Regions from separate parts of the Pelodiscus sinensis genome. Here region 2 is linked to region 1. Evidence: chromatin contacts called from public Hi-C data. All regions are on one chromosome and are shown on one strand. The core of a region is the stretch at or near the end of the contact, and the rest is flanking DNA. Distances in the headings are between cores, read along the strand shown. Region 1 holds the start of ABL1 (ABL proto-oncogene 1, non-receptor tyrosine kinase). Region 2 holds the start of QRFP (pyroglutamylated RFamide peptide).

The links. Hi-C and Micro-C count contacts between places; a contact is called where the count stands out from the background.
Region 2: a Hi-C map of liver shows a contact between it and region 1, with 5 times the contacts expected there. The contact joins the promoter of QRFP here to the promoter of ABL1 in region 1. A contact is called at or near these places in 4 of 5 Hi-C or Micro-C datasets (blood, liver and an unstated tissue).

What each region holds. Positions count from the first base shown.
Region 1 is chr22:13,788,298-13,790,997 of ASM4963464v1, forward strand. ABL1 (ABL proto-oncogene 1, non-receptor tyrosine kinase) reads left to right here and starts at 1,446. Exons shown (of 11, transcript XM_006128365.4): 1 at 1,446-2,700.
Region 2 is chr22:13,959,890-13,962,589 of ASM4963464v1, forward strand. It overlaps QRFP (pyroglutamylated RFamide peptide), which reads right to left and starts at 1,395. Exons shown (of 1, transcript XM_075905863.1): 1 at 976-1,395. The coding sequence starts at 1,395. The coding sequence ends at 976.

The DNA of each region.
Region 1 (2,700 bases), core at 196-2,695:
ATTGGTACCTCTAAATCAAGTCAGGGAGTAAACCTTGTGTTGCCAGATGCCCAAGGCAAAATTATAGGGAACAATGGGTAGAGTGTGGTAGGATACAGTGGACTTTGTTGGTACATGGTAGACAACATAGATGAGGTTAGCCCCTAAACAGCCATAGAGTATTGTATAGCCAGTTGTAACCAAATGCAAGGTGAAGTTTATGGCTTGTCTACACAGGGAAGTTGTCCTGAAATGAAGTAGAGGGTGAATTTAAAGCATGATAGCTATTCTGGAATAACTCTCTATAGGGGCACTCTTTTTCTTGATATAAAAGTGTGCCTTTCCTGATTTAGCTTAATCTACTTTCAAAGCGGACTAGTTATTTTGGTCATTTTCCCTAGGTAGACAAGTCCTTGGAAAGGGTGTGTAAGATGGGTCAGGTGAGAGATCCAACCCGGGAAGCAACCTGAGGGAGGGTGTGTCTCCTAAATGCATGATGTTGCCAGGACAGAGAGCACAGAGCGAGAACACGTGACCTGAACAACAAACCATCGGGACTGCTTGTGTTTTACTCACAGAAGCTCAAGGTTTTATATAGTTTTGATAGTCTCTAAGGCTATGTCTAGACTACGGAGTTTTTCTGGGATACCACCACATCCAGGGAACACGTCTGCTCTTCCGACATTTTTTTTGGAAGAGCAGACACACTCTTTCGGAAGCCCTGTATTCCACATTTTATGAGGAATAAGGGCTCTTCCAGAAGAGGAGGTTTTCCAAAATTTGACCCCGTGTAGATGGACCTAATTTTGAAAAAGCCTCTTCCGAAAAATCAATCGGAAAAAGGTACGCAAGTTGCAGTGCGCAATTTGTGTACCTTTTTCCGAAAAAAAGCAGCAGTCTAGATGTAGCCTAAGGTGCTACAGGACCACTGGTTGTTTTTAAAGTTACAGACTAACATGGCCACCCCTTTGAGGTGGTGTAATTAGGGCTATGGTGGGCAATCCTGCTTGGTGGGCCTGATACTGTGCAGTGCATCAACATGTCTGCCAGGCCCCCTTTCCTTCCTCTGATCCCTCCCCTTCCCCCTTGGTGTCCCCTTTATTTCCTCCTTCCCCCTCTACCCCATTTCCCTCCTTCCTTCCCCCCTTTCTCCTCCTTCCTTCCTCTCTACCCCATTTCCCTCCTTCCTTCCCCCTTTTTCCTCCTTCCCCCTCTACCCCATTTCCCTCCTTCCTTCCCCCCTTTCTCCTCCTTCCCCCCTACCCCATTTCCCTCCTTCCTTCCCCCCTTTCTCCTCCTTCCCCCTCTACCCCATTTCCCTCCTTCCTTCCCCCCTTTCTCCTCCTCCCCCCTCTGTCTCCCCTTTATTACCCCCTTCCTTTTCCCCCTCTCCTCTCCCCCTATTCCCTCGCCCCGCCCCCTCCAAGCCCCGCCCCCGCCCGCTGCGTGCCCCGCCCCTCGCAGCCTCGCTCGGGCGCTAGCAGGTTCCTGTCATGGCCGCCGTGTGCCGCGGGCTCCTCTCGCCCTGAGCGCGCCGGGAGCGGACCCCCTCGCCCCGCCCGGTGCCGGTGAGAGCCCCGCGGCGACAAGCCGGCAGGAGGCGGCGGCCGGCCGGGGATGTGACCGGCCGGGGGGAGCCGGGGACTCGCAGCCGCCCCCCGGGGTGGGGGGAATCGCCCCCGTCACCCGCCTGACCCGTCAGTGGCCCCGCTTCCCTGGCGGGCTTGTTCCCTGCCCCGCTGGGGCCCCCCCGACCGGGGCTTAATCCCTTCCCCGCCCCCGCCCACGGGACTTTCCCCCTCCTCGGAGTAGGCCTTAACACTCCCCCCCCCCCCCCGCTGTGTGTCCTCTTCCCTCACCGGGGGTGTTGGATCGTCCCTCCCCCCCACCAGAGCGAGCTTCATCCCCTTTGTCTCCTTTTGCTCCTTCTCCTCCACCCCAGACTGGGGTTCGACACCCCCTCCGGGGTTTCTGTCCCTTGTCCTATTGGAATCCTTGGCCCTTGGGGGCCATTCAGGGCCTGTGGGGATTAGGGTTCTTGGCCTCAGACTCTCTTGCCAAGCCTTAGGAGCCAGAGCCGTACTACATAATTCACCAAGTAGGCCTTTTGCAGTGCTAGGCTCCCAGTTGGGATGAAGCCAGCCCCGTCACCCCAACTTGACCTTTTCTGGCTGCTGTGCAGAAACCTTCCTCCTGGAGAGCATCACTGGACTAGCGCCTCTTTCCTGCCACCAGCATCGACTGGACCAAGTAGAATGGCATTTGTATTTTCATGAACAATTAGGAACAAGCCCGGGTTGGCTTCTCTGCCTTATAAGCAGCAAGCTGGTGCAGATGGGTAGTTCATTACTTGTATTGTCACAATGATTGTTATTGTTTCTGCTCCAAAATGATCCCGAAGTGCCCATTCACTTTGTTCAGAGCATTGGAGAGGTAGCAGAAAACTTATCAGAGAAGGCAAACCTATTGGTCTTCAATGATTGCAAGTTCCTCTGAAATATCCCCCTTACTCAAAGGTCATTATGGATCCTCAAAGACTTTGAACTGTTTAATTGGAAATCTAAAATGACTTTGACACAGTTGATTCTCTCTCACTTTAATAATACTTGAAGCCAAATCACTGGCTTTTTGGCCTTTATTAACTAAGTGCTATGCAAAAGAAAAGGAAAAAAAGAAATCCTGACACTGATTGCAATGGGAATGACTATTTCCTGCCCTGGG
Region 2 (2,700 bases), core at 145-2,644, 170 kb after region 1:
CCAGACTGTCCAGGCGGATTCCGGACACCTGGCAACCCGACTTGCAGCTGGCCCAGTTCAGCAGCAGGCAAAGGTCTGGGCTTGCCCTGCATCGCTACTGCCTGTCAGCCCTGCCTGCTCTTCCAAAGCTGCCCGAATCAGATCTGGGAGCCAGCAACGCTCTGGCCCCTCCTCTGGCTGGTCGGCATGGCCGCTCTGGGGGAGTCCAAAGGATGACCCCTGGGTGCCTGGCCCCGGTGTGCACAGGAGCCCTCCTGCTGTAAATGGCATTTTGAGACAGCGGAGTTTGCTGCCGGTCGGCGTGGGCGTGTGTGTTAATGAGCAAGCGAGCAGGAACTTTTAGAACGGCCCATGGTGCCCGAGGGAACCTGTTCTTCATTCACAGCCATAGTCTGGATGTCAGCTCCAGGCAGTCCCTATGGAGACTGTCGACACTTTGATTATCCCCCTATAATCATTCAGTCTCTTCACCTTCCACTTCCTCGTATGGTGGTGCCGGCCCGGCCTATTCTTATTCACGGCATCGCCCCCCTCTCGGCGCGCTGACACCCGAGCGGGCGGCCGCACAGAACAATCAGGGACAGCCGGCGCTTGGGGGAGGGGCAGGGCTGCTTTTAGTGAGTTCGGCAAAAGCAGCATTTTGAAAAGACAGTGCTATTTGCAGACGGGTTACATCCATCTTTTATAAACACCCACCTGCCATCCCATCCTCCCCCCTCCTCTCCATGCGACCCCAATCAGAGGCGGGCCTGGCAGGGACAAGGACAGTCAGGTAGGGATGTGCAATCTGTGTCAGAAGTGAAAGTGATGGGGAGCGCATGGGAGCGAAGAACAGCATCCTCCCCCAGCCCTCTTCTCCGAGGGAAACTAGCTGGCAGGGTAGAAAAGGGTGAGACCTGGAGCACTTCTGTGGCGGGAGTTGGGAAGGGCAGAGTAAAGGGTAAGATCCCCAGGAGGTGACTGAAGTTCAGTCTTTCATCTTCTGCCAAAGCGGAAGCTGAATCCCCCTTTCTTCCTGTTGTAGCCGTTGAGCTCCTCCGCCAGGTTCCCCAGGGTGCCGCTGCGCTTCTCGCCGTCCCCCCACAGGAAACCGACCTCTTCGCCTTCCCGGCTCTCCTCCTGCCTCCCGAACCGGAACCTGAAGCCGGCCCTCTCCTTGCCAAAGCCCTGGAGCTCCTTGGCCACGCTGAACAGGGAGCGGAGGTCTTCAGAGCTCCTCCGCCTCAGCCCTTCCTTCCACAGGCTGGCCTGAGAGGTGTCGTCTGCAGTGCCCCGCCAGCTGGTCTCCAGCCAGAGCGGTTCCCCTGGCTCTCCCCTCTCTGGTCTGTTGTCAGGAGGGAAGCAGGCACCCAAGCTCAGGAGGAGGAGGCAGGAGAAGGAGTAACGCGCTTTCATCTGCGTGGTGGGAACGGAAGAGAGTCACGGAGGCGTGTCTGTTAATGGGGCTCTCCCTGGATCTCGGTACCGCCTCTGACAGCTGCCGCAGCGTAATGAGGCTGCCAGTGCAGAGGAAACCCACCCTCAGCCAGCCAGGCCCTCCTCGGTGCAGGACGGCAGCAGGGGGGAGGTGCCCTACCTTCTCCAAAGCAGCCGGGCCTGCTGTGTCTGAGCCGAGACACCTGCCCGTGGCACCTGGCACGACCCATTTGCAATGACCCATTGCAGAACATGACTGGTGCTGCAAGTTCCCCACCAAGCCCCTTGGCGAGGGCCTCTGGGGTCGGATGTGGGAGCTGGTGCCCTTCTCTGCTACACTCGTGTTCCTTCCGGTCAGCGGTGGGCTGCCTGCAGCCCAAGGGCCACGTGATCCCCCCGGGGCTCCGTGAGGCCCACGAGACATCAGGTTGCCGTTGCCCACATGCAGCGTTGCAGTGGCCGTCAGCAAAACTGCCCAATCCCAGGAGCCCGTCTTGGCTGCGAGGGGGAAGGGCCGCTCGTGGGGCCCATCCCTAGCCTGGGTTGCCCGTCGCTGCTCCAGGTGCTTTGGCTTCTCTCGGATTGACCACGCTGCAGCTGGGAGCCAGACCCGCCTAGCAGCCCCTGAGCCGGGGGCTCCAAATCACTGCGGCTGGGCTGGGCTGGGGCAGGTCTGTGTAGACACAGCCGGTGTGTGGCAATGCGAGTCCTGCTGCACGGGCCTGGTTTGCAGCACGGGGAGAGCTCGGCTCTGCCCGGGCGCAGCTTGACTTGGCCAGCAGCCTTTTATTTCAGCCCTGGGCTCTCCAGCTGCGTCGCCTCTCAGGGGCCCTGCACGGAAGCTCAAGTGCACCCCCTGGTTTCCCAGCAAAGGGCTCAGGCCTGCAGCGCGCCGGCGAATGGCGTTTGCTAAAGATGTCTGTTGTCGCTTTGTGAGGCTCGGAAGCCGCCTGCTGACATGGAGGCAGCCTGGTCTAATGATCAATGCAGGGAACTGGGGAGGGACTGAGATTGCATTCTTAGCTCTTCCACTGTGTGACCCTGGGCCAGTCACAGGTTTGCTCTGTGCCTCAGTTTCCCTCTCTGTAAAAGAGGGCCGGGTTGGCCTTGGCAGTTCGACTCCCTGCACCCCAAGCCAGGTGAGGAAGCTGCAGCTGGCTGGGGCCCCGTGGCACATGAACAGCCCATCTCCTTTGCGGGTGGGTCCGTGCCACAGACGCTGAACTCCCATGTCTGCCGGTACCGGCAGCCAGTGGGAAACGAACGCGCCAGGCTGCTGTAAGT